2 separate regions of the Gossypium hirsutum genome follow, and region 2 is linked to region 1. Evidence: chromatin contacts called from public Hi-C data. All regions are on one chromosome and are shown on one strand. The core of a region is the stretch at or near the end of the contact, and the rest is flanking DNA. Distances in the headings are between cores, read along the strand shown. Region 1 holds the start of LOC107896904 (protein ENHANCED DISEASE RESISTANCE 2). Region 2 holds the start of LOC107896013 (a long non-coding RNA gene).

Region 1 (7,555 bases), core at 3,709-6,208:
ATGATATGTCATTGAGGAGAGCTCAATTACGATATTACAGTGGAATGACTTCGTAGCTAAATGAGTTTATAATTAATAGGCAAGAAGCTAGAACTTAATTATAAATTATTTGAGCCTCAATTGCATATATCCAATCAATCCCTCCTTTAGCTCGTTGAAACTAGAGAAATAAATTGCGTGCCGAATCAAAATGAACAAAATGAATAAAAATGGAGAAATGAAAAACATTTAGGAAATGATTATGGTTTTCTCCAAAATAAAAATGAAAATGGAGAAAATGGAATCATTTGGAAATGGATGTGGTTTTTTCAAAAAGGAAATGAAATGGAGATGAAAATGAAAATGAGAAATGAATTAATTTAGAATTGAACAAAGAATTCTAAAAAATGATCGAAAAATTGAGTTTATGTTTTTTAGCTATTTTAAAGCCCGAAAATGAAAATAAATCATACGATCATAGTGAACAAGTTGAATGGTGAAATATTAAATATATTTCTTGAAAATTTTATTAGGGGTAAAATTGGGATGAGAAATTTATTTAATTAAATATAAATATTAAAGTATATTTTGGGAAATAGAAAAATAAAATCGGGTTAGATCAAATTACTATCAAATAGAATTACTCCTAACCCCTTCTCACCCTAAATAGAAGGATAAATGTACTTTAGTACACTTAAATCCACATCCTCCTACTTTGACAATAATACTGATACCAATTGAGTTAATACTCAATCAACACGTGCAATATTTATTATACTATACACATATAACTATGGATAAATTATATATTAATAATAGTGTATGCATAACATATATTGATAAAATATATTAATTTATATTATATTTATTAAAATTTATAGTTGAATTCAGTTAAATTAGTAATAATTCATATTATATTAATAATTTTTATAACATTTATATACATTTAATTATTTAAAAAATACATATATAACGTGATATTCATAAGTCAAGTATTACGACAACATCTGCGATATAATATAATATAATTAATCATATAGTAGAGTATTATTATACGTACTTATAATATAATATATTCTAAAACATAATTATACCAGATTTTAAGAAATAATAGTTTAATACTCATTTTAATTATAGAAATATTAATTAAGCTTTTGTTTAAAGAATTTAATTAAATTGGTTAAGTAATAAAATATTGTTTTAGAGAATTATATATCTTAAATTTAACATAATCAATTTAATTTTATAATTAATTATTATATTTAATTTTTTTTAAAAAAAATTAGTATATTATTAATATTATTATAAATCAATTGTAAGTTTTAACCAGAGTTGAAGAGTATCTATTTTATGACTAATTCAAGAAACCACAACTACTCGAATTTATTATCCCAATAAATAATGGATCATATTTTCTCTACATTCACAACCAACGGTAATTTTTACATCCAAATCCAAAAGAATGAATCGAATATCCCAATATGAATCGAATATCCCAATCCACACCCAAAATTACCACCATCCCTGGATGATAATAAGCACTAAAGGGTTGAAAAGAGGCCCATTAACAGCTAAAAGTTTGTTTATACACACCAATATTTTACACATCATTTGTGGTAAATTTGAAATAACCGAGAGATTAAAAGAATCTATTACAAAATACCAAAGAATGGGATATCCTGTCAATGATTCAACCACGTGTCATCAAAAGCTCTGAAAACAAATGAAATGCCATTAAAGCTTCTGCATAGCAGCAATGTATACTGTGATGTTAAAGCATGAACATCTGATTAATCTGCATAAATTTGCAATAGTTTCTCTACTTCTCTAAACAAGGAATTTATTTGGCGTAAGTCTGATCATTGGTACAATAATACGCTTATTTATTCGACCTTAAAACTAGCCCAAGAGACTGAAAAAATATGGGGCATGAAAGGCAGGAGGACATAAACTATACTAATCAATTAGATCTATTACTTTTCATTATCTTTCCTACATGTTCGATTCGCTCATGAGTTGCGAAAGCTATACTTGTACACTACTCAAAAGTAATGATCAGAGGTAATGGAGAGTGACAGATCCATTGACATATGTTACTCAAATTCAAGTGGGAGATATGGTTAAGTATCCAGCACGACCTTACTTAATTTAAAATGAGTTTTCATGTCGTACCCACGAGAACTGAGCATGAGTACTTCAACAAAAATGAAACACCACAAGTAAATTGCCTTGACTGAATACTACCAAACTTTCTTCACATGGACCAAACCATATTTTCCTAACTGAATTGATAGAAAAGATAAGGCATGAAATGTGAAAGGAACTTGCCAAGAAGAGAAAAAGGAAAAACTGATGAAGGAAACGGGGGACTTATTTTCTCTTTAGCCAAGTGAAAGTTGATATCCATTCCCCTGAATCATTCTTTTAAAACGTGTTCCACAAGATTGGTTTTTTGTATAACCAGACACAGTAAAACAATCAAACTTTCATCTCATTCAACTTTGGATGGTAAATATTAACTGTGAGCAATTTATGAAAGCTTACCCTTACTTAACATCACGATCACTTTCTTCATGAACAGCAGTGCCATTAACATGGGTTGTTGGAGTGGAGACCGAACCACTTTCTTGAGCTCCTGGATGAAGAAGATGAGAAAATCCCTGTCCAAGTGACTTCCACAAGCGAGTTGGCAGTGACGCCTGCAAATTCCCACTGCTCCCGTATGATGACGGTTCAATCAACTGAGCAGAATCAATTTTCAGTTCAGAGAACCGTATAGCTCCTAGGAGTCGTTCAGGAAGCTCTGCCTCAGTTTGGCTCTCAATAAGAAAAGCTAGGTCAACTGTCAGACTTGTGATGTAACCAAATGCAAGGTGAACAATAGCGCTTGCAACCATCGAAGATCCAATATCAATATCAACTTCAATAAAATTCTCAGATATACAATACTGGCAAGAAAGGGCTCGTCCAATGATGCATATTGCTTGCTCACCAACTGCCTTTTTAACAATCCACGGCCCTTTGACAATGTTAGCAATCAATTTAAGCCTTGAATTTCTAAATGCATCATCACCTTTCAAGAACTGGTCAATCAAAGAACCCTCTTGAATAGGTTCAGTGCTTACAAAATAAGCTACCGCACTATAGTTATCCTTAGTAGGGAGCTGAAGGTTGAATGCCCAAATGAAAGGCTTATCACCTGTAGGGAAAGCCTCATCAACAACCTTTCTAATACGATGTTTACGATGGCTCAAAAAGTCACCAACCTTTGTGGAACTTCTAATCCAGTCAAAGCCAAGAGATTTTAGCAGATATTTCCCACCAGGAATTTTGACCTTGTTTGACAAGTACTCTGGACCCCTTACCATAAAGGTATCCCCGGGCGGACATGCCCAACCATTTGTACAGTTATCTGGTTCAAGTAGTGGAACAGCTCCCTCTGATCGTACTCTCTCTATCCATTCAGGTTCCTTGCTATCCTCAGCACTAGCCATGTGTCCTGCTGGAATAAACATACAAGAAATCTCTGTGGAATATGAAATAAATACACCACAGATATAATCAGTAACTTATATTACACCATGCTATATCTGAAAGAAAATAATAACCACAACATTCTTAACAAAGTGATAAGGTACATCGTCATGAACTAAGCTCGGATTATAATAAGTTAAATCATAAAAATGACTAGCCCTTTCCAATAATGGCACTACTGAAATACAATCATTCAATGCCAAGCCAAATAAACCTCAGAAACAGGACAAACATACCAAAGAACAAGTCCCTCGTAAGTTACAATCTCACATAAAAATCTCCACCTGTGTTATAAATATAAAACTCTCCCTTTGAAAAGCTATGGTGGTATTAGCAAACTTGTTTAAACATGAAGAAAGAAAGAAAATCTAGTCTAAGTCTCTTACATATTGTCCAAACTCTTAGTAGATTTTTATAAAGCTCCAGGTATAAGTCAAAGCCGATTATATGATCTACAGACAAACTGGGTCATTTGCCTAGTTATCCCATTCATGTGTTTTGTATTACCTTATGTTGAAGATTTACAGCAAAACAATAACTACAGACCCTAAACAAGAGGTCAACTGAATATGATAGTTCGTGCCTCGACCCTTAGCTTCAAATCATATAATTCAAAATCCAGGTTGAACATGGATTTTTTATGATACAACAAATAGAAAGAATCTTCACATACACGCAAAAAATCTGGCCTATATCTAGAAAAACAAAAAGAGAGGAGCAAGCATACGCATAGACTTTTTTTTGTTAAAAAAGGAGTACTCATAAGCAATTCCAAAAGTCCAACAGAATCACTAATTTTCTCCCTAAGCATTTGTTTGTTTCACAGGAAAACCGGGAAACCTTCGTGGGAAATGATATTTCTTTAAGATTCCTAATTAAGTAACTATTATCTATATCCAAGACTAGTTTATGGTTCTTGAATATGACACAGAAGGAAAGTTGATTAAACACAAATATAAATGAAAAGAAAAAAAAAGAAGCAAACCTATTAAGACAAACCAAAAAGTTGAACAGATTACCAAAGAGAAAATATGCCAATCATATTAGCATTCCTATTATAGATTTAATTGAGCAAAAAAAGAAAAAGAAACAGATTCCATATAAACAAAATGCAAAAGAGAAAAACAATCTGAATTATAATAATTAACGTGGAGAAGAAGAAGAAGAAAAAACTTCTAACCTTGAAATGGAGGGAAGGACAAAGGGGGCTAAAGGTAATGGAGAGTGATTAAAAAACCCTAATTACTCAGAAGAATTGAGATAAGAGATGATAAATTAGGGTTTTTTTTTTTTGGGCGATCAAATAGAGGGAAAAGCTACCAACAGTAGCTTTAGTTATTTCTTTTCCGTTTGTTTTTGTTTTGAAGGGAATGACTTGCTTTGTTGGGATGGGAAAGTTAAAGCGGGATCATGGAAATGTATCTCCTAAACCGGTCTACCTCTGGTCGGCTGGCAATTCCTAATCCCAATCTTATTTTAATTTTGGTACGTACTACTACTATATCTTATCATATTATAATATAAATTTTTAATTCATTAGTTTATTCATATCTTTAATATCTTTAATCTCATTTGATTATTATTTTGTTTAATATTATCAAAATTTAAACTTAAAAATATGTAGAATTTATTAAAAAATTATAATTTTTTTCCAAATAAGTCAATAAATTAAAGATAAAAACACCAAAATTTAATATTAATCGATTTTAACCTTCAATTCATATTCAACAATAATAAGTACAACCATAAATCTTAATGTTTGTAATGACCTCTATTATTTAATCTAATTGACTTTTATGTATCATAAAGATATAATATATTCACAAAATACACCTTGGGTCTTAGAATATTTTATAAAATAAAATTTTAGCTTTGGATTGTATTTACTTTGAATGGGCATGTCCTACCTCTATTACATGAAAACTCAAATGGATTTTCATGGTTTATGGCAAATAGATTAACTATTGTCTGAATCTATATCATACACTTACTCTTATTAAAATGAAGATGTAGCTCAAGTTTATTCTAGACTCTTTTAACAAGCGATCCATCATAACATCATTTACAACCATTTAGATTCATTAAGATTAAATTTCTAATAATTTTTGTTAAGCATACAAGATATTTGGTGTAGTCCAGTGAGAATTGCAAGTTAAATTTAGTACTGCTCATTTTTTTGTTCTATCTTTAATTTGTTGATACTTGCGGAAATTTTTTTAAAAAATATTAATTAGTCTATAATTTTTTCCTAATTTTTTAATATACGTTTATATCTTTTTATTAAAAAAGGGTAGAGGGTAAATTGATAAAATTTGTAAAAGTTAAAGAGTTAAATTTATAATTATACTAAATTTTTAAACAGAATTATTAAGGAAAACTTAGAGAAGGACCAAAAATGCCAATGTGAAAATTAGTGGAACCAATTTTGAACAAATAAAAAAAGTGGACCTAACAAACGCTATCTTTAGAATTTAACTATTAGACGAGTATTTAGTGTATTAAGAGTACTTTTTTTTAACTTTATAAGTAAAGTTATAAAATTTTCAAGTGTCTAGTTTATTTTATATATATATGGTTAATTTACATAAATGATATAAAAATTTTAATTTCTGAAATGGGTTGTCAGTAGGATTAATTACAAAAATGGTATTTTTTTCGGGCGAAGTCTTTCTCATAGGCGCCACCATATTTTTTTTATAATAATTTTTTTTGTTTTTTTTTAAAATAAGGCGCCACCACTTGTATTATTTTTTCCTGGTTCAGTACATGACCCGTGTATATATACGAATGTGGTATGGGATAGGTAGCGCCTATCTGGTAGGTGCCACTAGTAACTCCTATCTGATACGCGCCACTGGTGACTCCTACCTAATAGGCAGCACTAGTGCTTAATTTTTCTTCTATTTATACCCACCTGAAAATTAAATGAGTAGGAGGTATCCAAAATATTTAGCAGAACATAAGTAAGAAGATAGGGAGAAGAAAGAAAGAAAGGAAAACAAAAAGAATGATAAGGTATTTTAGTTTATTTCTTTTAAAATAGAATGAAGAATTTTGTTAGTAATTTTGTTTTTTGAAAGTTATTTTGTTAGGTTATTAATTTTGTTAGCTTCTGAATGAAAAATTTTGCATTAAAAAAATTTTATACTACTTTTTTGCTATTCGAAACTGTTTTGAGAATTTTAAAATTTTTTTCCACAGATATAGTATTGAAGATGGAGAATCAATTTTTCGTATGCGTTTATTTCGATGGAGAAATTTTGACTACAACCGTGGGATGTATATTCGAATGTCGCAAACAAGTAGCAATAATATTTAATAGAAATATCTTGTTTGATGATATGAAGGAAAGGATTAGTGCAAAAATTGATAGACGTTGTGGGAAAAGGATCTCGAAATTTTTCTATAAGTTACCAATTTCGACGAATCTCATAAAATTCACTGAAATGGAACTTGTAGACAATGAAGACATAGAAACAATGATCACTTTTTATTGTAGGACTCGGAGCAACCAAAATGCACCGATTCAGTTATTTGCTGAGTTAGCTGGTGTGGAGCCAACTGAAGATCCCACTCCATTAGGTGAAGAACATGGAGCTCAAGAGCCGTGTATGGTTGTTCCTATATTGTACATTGATAGTCAATTAACTATACGCCGGATCAACGTTGATCTTCATGCTGCATTCGAGACTGATATGGTTGGTGATAATATATACCATAGTAGTGATCCTTCTGATCACGAGGTCGATAGTAATAGTGATCCCGACATAGACGAGGTCCCAGATGATATTGACGACGAAGGCTTGAATGACGATGGAAACGTTAACGCATCTTCAGTTGGGAACCAGATTCGTCGTATTGTGATACACAATAATCCTGGGAAACACATGTCGCGGATAGACCTCGATGAGGCGCACGCGGCCAAGTCTCAGAAAACCCTGAAATACTACATGTTCACAGGCTGTCCGTAGATTCCGATCCTAATGAGTTGTTCGTGGGCCAGAGATTTGAAAGCAAGGAAGAGTGCGTATTTGCTATTAAG
Region 2 (6,997 bases), core at 1,271-3,770, 410 kb after region 1:
AGTATCGTGTTGGATTGAATTATAAAATATTGGGTTAAAAATCCAAAAAATACTTGTAATTGAAGTTGATGTGAGAGATGCCCAATAACTCTCATGATAATATTAGGGATGACAAACCCTAATATAATTAACTAGGATTACCACCCCGTAATCCTAGTTAAACTAAAAACTTATTTTTCTATTTGAAATAGACTTCTATAATAACATTCAAATACTTGTCCTTTTTTCTTAACAAGCTAAGGTTGACGGATAATTTTTTATTACCCATTCTCATGTATATTCTTGTGGAGGATATCACTATGGTTAAACTATTGCTTTTGGGCAAAATTTTGTAAATGTTGGGCAATAGATTGTGAACGATGAATTTATTAAGCATAAAAAGGCTGTTGTTCTAGTGGATTTATGCTTGTGCATATGTATGGTTTGAGGAGCCATTTCAACCGTTGAACTACATTCATCTCGTAGGCACTGTTGGGCACATAAATTTTTTATTTTTATATAGATATTTATTTTCATGATTTTAATGTTAGAATTTATGTTTTTAAGGTCTGTTGAATATATATATATATATGCATGCTATTGTGTGTGGAATAGTGAAGAAATAGTGGCAATTGAGAGAAACTAGTGATATAAATTCATAATGAATATATCATTGAGTTTAAACTTAGGTTTATAGACTGCCTTGATATTACCGGAACATTGGTTATTGTTACACTTGTGCAAAGGTTAACATTTATTTGGTTCTTATGGTAACATGGTTTCTTGGCGTGAATCCTTTGTTTGTAGCAAAGATACAAACTGGAAATCTGAACTTGGAATAGTCATGCTTTTAACGTGATTTCATTGGGATGATTCCTTTTGAAAGATACAATTGGTAATCATGGATTAAGATAGAATTTTGAGTACTTTGCATTTTCATCAGTCGCCTCTACTAGTTCTTCTTATCTTCTCTCCAGAATTAGATTATTGAACTTTAGCCATTGACTTGTCTTACTATTTTGATGTTTGGTTTCTGCTTCTTGCTTTTAACTGTCTCTTCCTTTTATTCTCTTTTTTTTTTAATTATTATTTGTATTCTATACATGTATTAACTCAGTTCATTGTTGTTTTCCTTTTTTTTTTCATAGATATCAATAATGTTGCATATCATGTTTAATGGAGGCATCGTTAGGAACTTTTCTTTCATTCTCATTTTTTAATTTTTTGGGCTTACAATTGACAAAGAGCTAGATTCTCTGAAGGTGACCTACCGGGAAATTGTAGTATGGTGATTATACACACTGAATTTTGGGTATGTTACCAGTTTATCACTCAAACCTAAGCCATTTTGAGGTAGGCTACAAGGCCTTAGGCTAGGAGCATGTTTTGAGCCCATGAAATCACATATAATTGCTTAAGTATATGATTATGTTTTTATTCTAGGCTTTTCAATTTTGGACCTTAATCCATTACTTTTTAAGCATATATGATCTAGGATATATATTATATTTACTAAATTATAAAAAAATAAAAATTAAAAAAAATGGAAATTTTACCAAAGAAAAAAAACCCCTCAAGCTTTGCAAATTTTGTAATTTGGTGCTTCCACATACTTGCACAAGGAAGCAGCAAAAAAATTAAATTAAATTAAATTGATAGTTAATCCGTCCTCCAATTTCATCATCTCAATCCCATTGTTGACCCCTAACCTTGCATTACCATCCCTAAGAAAAACCACCACGCAACCCATTGCCCATTGCCCATTACCCATTACCATCATCATCATCACTCACTAACCATCAGACCTCCATATGCTATAGAATAGTTTAACAATGCCCGTAAAAAAATATTTTTGATAATTATTTTTAAAAAGTTTAATATAAAATTTGAGTATTTAACATTATTCTCAAAAATTACTTTTGAGAAATAAAATGTCTATTTTAAACATAGTATTATCAGGTAATAAATATATATTTAAATAATGTTCAAATTAGTTAATATTATTATATTTTAATAATAATATAAAAATAATTTATTAAAATTTATTGTTAATATTTTAATATATGAAATATAAATTTTAAATATTTTTAAGCAATAAGTATTAATTATTTATAAAATTTAATTAGAATATATAAACTATACTTTAAATATTTAAATATAACTATTAAATATTTATAATTAGATATTAACACATTTTTATTATTTTAATTTTTTTTTATTTTTAAGATTTAAAGTTTAAGATAACATATTTATTATTAAACATTAACAAAAAAAAGAAAAATAATATGTTATTGGAAGGGTAAAAAAATAATTAAACACTAAAAATATTCTTAAAAGATAAAAAGTTAAAAGTCTTAATTCTCATTTTTTTTAAAATGCCAAAATTTAAAAAAAGAAACAACTTATTTAGCACAAATCTTTTTCTAAAAATATTTTTTAAGAAAAAAAAAAGAAGCCCTAAGTCATTTCACTCACACACCGCACATCCTTAAATCAGGCTTACCAGACAGCCCCAACACTGCCAAATCCTCACCATCAACTCGAGAGAGCCCATTCCCATCAACCTAATTAAAAAGCACAACCAAAGAACCTTCCAGCTCCAGAATAGAGGAGAAAGAACTTGCAAAAACCACGGAGAGAATCATGGACTAAAAAGAGAAAGCAACTGAAAAAACCACGAAGAGAATAAGAGACCCGAAAAAAAAGATAGAGGAAGTGAGGAGTTGACCGGAGATCGGCCGGCGGCTCCAACGGAGGAGACCACCGGAAGAACGAGCGTCAACGGTGCACCGACAGAGGGCATTCAGAAGCAGTAGTGTTCGTGGAAAACCAACCAGAGTAGAAAGGGAAGAGAGTCGATTACCGGCTGCCTGAACGGAAACAGGATTTGCCGGAGGTGCTGGTTGTGGCGGCGGCAGCTTCAAGGCTGTTGGAAATGAATTAGGTGCAAAATGCACCGTTTTGGGCTTTGAACAATCGATCCGTTTGGAGCTCCATTGTAATGGCTGACCCGTAAGCTGAACCGGCTCATCTGAGACAGACCTGGTCCAATTCTCTCACATGGCCCATTGGGACTACGTAGCCCTGAACTTGGGCCTTTAATCCTTGTTGAGCCTTCAGCCTATTGGGTATTACATCTACTCTTTCATTTTAATCATATTTGTTAATATTAATTATAATATGTTTATTCCATTTTAATGTGACTCAAATATTTCAGTTGCTGCAAGTACTATTACTGTATACTCAGATATGACATAATGGACTTGGTAAAATGTTCTATGTGTGCATGTGCGTATTTAATATTGTTGACTGCATGCGATTTTAATTATTATTTTTGTACACGCATTCTTGAAATGTTTTTAAATAATAAGATAATTAACTTGGTATTTTTTTTTCGGGTCGGGTCGGATTTTATTGATGCATTAGTAATCGGATATGCATTAGTAATCGGATACCCTTTTTAAACTGAGTGAATTAATGAGTTTTGCTTCTTATAATTAGAGAAATTATCTAATACACTATCAATAAAATTTTTAGATTCCACAAGAAGGATTATGGGTTAACAAATGTCTTATAAGATATAATTAAATATTAAAAAAAGACTCATAATAATTTTTTAAGGATATTTGTGGATTAAAAATAAGTATATTGTCAGTGTACTAAATATTAACTTTAATTAAATATTAGATTTTAAACTTTTAATATTTTAAAATCATCTTCTTGAAAAGATTATAAAACGACTAGGTAACCGATTGATTTTAGCAAAAATGTTCATAAATCTTCAAATATCATCAAATAGATTTTTAAATATAAGGTCCGTTTGTTTACCAGTAAAATGTTTTCTGGAAAATGATTTACTTTTCTGGAAATGATTTACTTTTCTGGTATTTGAATGAATCTATGTAAAATATTTTTTGTTGTTTGGCAGATTTTCTGAAAATATTTTTCTAAAAGCTGTTTTTACATATATTAATAAACTTATATATATATTAATAAATTTATATTTTAAATTGTTTTTACATATATTGCAATAATTTATTTATAAATAAATTAAATTAAATATATAATAATACTCAATTATTAAGCTAGAATATTAACCATCATAAATGGAAAACAACCAAAGTCAAATAAATTTTCTAATTGGGTTATAAAAAAATAAAAAAAAGGGTTAAATAATTATAAATTAGCTTTCAAACCACAATTAATACTAGAAATTAATAATATTATCTAAATGCATAATTACTAGTACATCATATAATAACAACAACGTTGTCCAAGTGCATAACTAATATTACACCACATTAAAAGTATCAATATCTTCAACCTTGAAAAAATTTTTGAAGCCAAATTTTTCTATGCTTCTTACTTTTAACTAAAAAAGTTTTGGCCTCCGATTCATGACTCACTAGATAATCAAACACAGAACACAGGAAGTCATCATCAAATCCTTCTTCCTCCATCGACATCACTTCTTCGTAAAGATGTGGTGTCTTATCCGCAGTAAATTGTTCCAAAGCATTAGCAATTTTGCAAAGTTGTTCACCCATAAATTTAATTTGTTCTTTTACGTTTGGATGTGCCAGATGAAGATACTTTTGTTCTTACCTCTTCAGTCTCTTCATTGTCGCAGTCTATAGGCACTGAATCTTGGTTACCATCATCCAAATCTATGTTAGCAAATGTTCTGGCAAAACTCCCTGTTGCCATATCTTTGCCAACAACCAAAGCCATTTCATCATAATGATCAATGCTTTTATTCAAAAATGGTTCATATTTCTTGTGCGCCTGTTGAATATTGTACACAATTAGAATAACAAGTAAAAAATAATTGAAATATACTTAACATATATATATACATATGTTACCATCATTGCTGCATCATATGTCGCTCTATCACATGTGATCATTTTCATGTTATCATCCCATCCAAAATCACTTTCACCCCGAATTGTGCATATAATCTGCCACTGGTTTTTTACAGTCCTCAAATGATTTTCCACATGCTTCGCATCACATTGGACTTGAAATCTTTCAATAATAGCTTCGGCAACTCGATTAATAAAAACTGTTTTGAAAGTATTAGAATGCTTATTTCCTCTCTGGGCCTCCTCTGCTAGAATTTCAAGAGAAAGATGTTCCATCGGTTTTGTCCACTTGAATTGCTTGGAGGTCCCTTCTTTGTTGCCCTTACCCATTCTACATTAATAATTGTCATTGTCAATCATTTCAATATCCAACAAGTTTAAAACATAATAAATTCAATATCTAACAAGCTTAAAACATAATAAATTCAATATCTAACAAGCTTAAAACATAATCAATATCTAACAAATCTAAGACATAATAATTTCAAAATCCAACAAACTAAAATTTCAATATCATTATCCAACCAACATTAACAAAAAAAACAACTTTAATACTAAAACATACATAACATAGAAACAATAACCCTAAGCCCTAAACCTACCTAATATTTCTAGCCATATAATCAGTTCACATAGTTTGTGCAATTTCGTCTCTCTTAGCATACCATTCTCTTGCTTCTTCTCTTTCGTCTCGCTCCGTAAGAGTTGGTATTATCAAATCAGACTCAGGCTCCTCGTATAATCATTGATTAAGTAAATCGTTAGGATCCACTCCCATTATATGATTGTGAATAATACAACCAGCCAAAACTATATCTACTTGAGTTTGAAAATTCCAAAATGGTTCAGCATCTAATACACGAAATTGTTTCTTCAAAATCTAAAAAACACGTTCAACAATGATTCGTAATGATGAATGACGAAGATTAAAGAGTTCCTTTACATTTTCAGGCCCCTGAGCACTAAACTCTTTTAAATGATATCGGACACCACGATATGGGATAATATATCCATTTCGGATGCCATATCCAGCATCAGCAAGATAATATTTACCTACAATTTTACAAAACATAATTAATACTAATAAATTATGAGCTTACTAGAACTATTTGGTATTTAATGATAATTATTACCTTCTGGAATTCTTAATCCTCTTGGGCGTGAAAGTGTATCACTTAAAATACAAGAATCATGTGCATTACCTTCCCAACCAGCTAGAACATAGGAAAATTTCAAATCAAATGTAATGGCAGCCAATACATTTTGTGTCGTCCCCCCTTTACAGCTACGAAATCTTCCTTGAATGCTAAGTGGAACGGATGCACGAACATGAGTTCCATCTAATGCTCTAATAAAATTTTTAAAATAAGGATAAAACCTTGGATTGTTTCTGATTTCACTTGGAGTTGACTCATCAGGTAATCTAATAACTACTTTATACAATTTTAAAATAGCTCTCAATATAACCCTAAAGTAATGGTGAACTGTCTCAGTTGATCTATAATATCTAGATCCAATCACTCGAAACCTCACATTATGACCAATTATATGTAAAAATATAACTACTTGCTCCCTAATATTCATAGATTTAGTTGATTGTAACAAATTATTCCTCCTAAGAATATCACACAAATTAAAAAAGGCAATCGGTCTCATCCTTATCACATCAATACAATGCTGGTCACCTTTATATAAAATATTATTAATATAGTTCTCTCTTTCATAATCTCGATTCACACGAGGGTGAGCAGCAATTTCCTTCCTAGTTTTTAATTTTTTAATCCAACTGAAGCCACGACTCCGACAATTGCATTTTGATCTTGATTACGATCCATCTACACAAAATAATGCCACACAAATATTTGATCACTACAAAAAAGATGCAAGATTTTCATAAGATCACATATATGACTAAAGTTACCATGACTAAATTGCATACATACATATTAAGCTAATTATAATTGCATTAATAATTTTTTGAGAAATTAAGCTACTTTTTTTGTACCAATTCAGTGACACAACTAAAATTAGATATAATTCAATTTGCGAATAAACCAATGATTGGTCATAATATAATGTACATATGTAATGTTGAAAATGGACATCGGACCTATACTTAATCATCATTTCATATTGTTATTCTATTCTTCAAT

The links. Hi-C and Micro-C count contacts between places; a contact is called where the count stands out from the background.
Region 2: a Hi-C map of hypocotyl shows a contact between it and region 1, with 2.2 times the contacts expected there. The contact joins the enhancer-like site here to the promoter of LOC107896904 in region 1. A contact is called at or near these places in 2 of 34 Hi-C or Micro-C datasets (hypocotyl and leaf).

Annotation. Positions count from the first base shown.
Region 1 is chrA10:78,943,911-78,951,465 of Gossypium_hirsutum_v2.1, forward strand. It overlaps LOC107896904 (protein ENHANCED DISEASE RESISTANCE 2), which reads right to left and starts at 4,959. Exons shown (of 3, transcript XM_016822202.2): 1 at 4,694-4,959; 2 at 2,524-3,505; 3 at 1,345-1,722. The coding sequence starts at 3,494. The coding sequence ends at 2,526.
Region 2 is chrA10:79,356,206-79,363,202 of Gossypium_hirsutum_v2.1, forward strand. LOC107896013 (a long non-coding RNA gene) reads right to left here and starts at 5,568. Exons shown (of 2, transcript XR_001683556.2): 1 at 5,447-5,568; 2 at 5,080-5,175. Within about 2 kb of position 2,521, at least 7 of the 9 cell types and tissues checked have an H3K27ac peak or open chromatin away from gene starts, as enhancers often do. A contact at or near this core is called in hypocotyl and leaf, where this site is marked.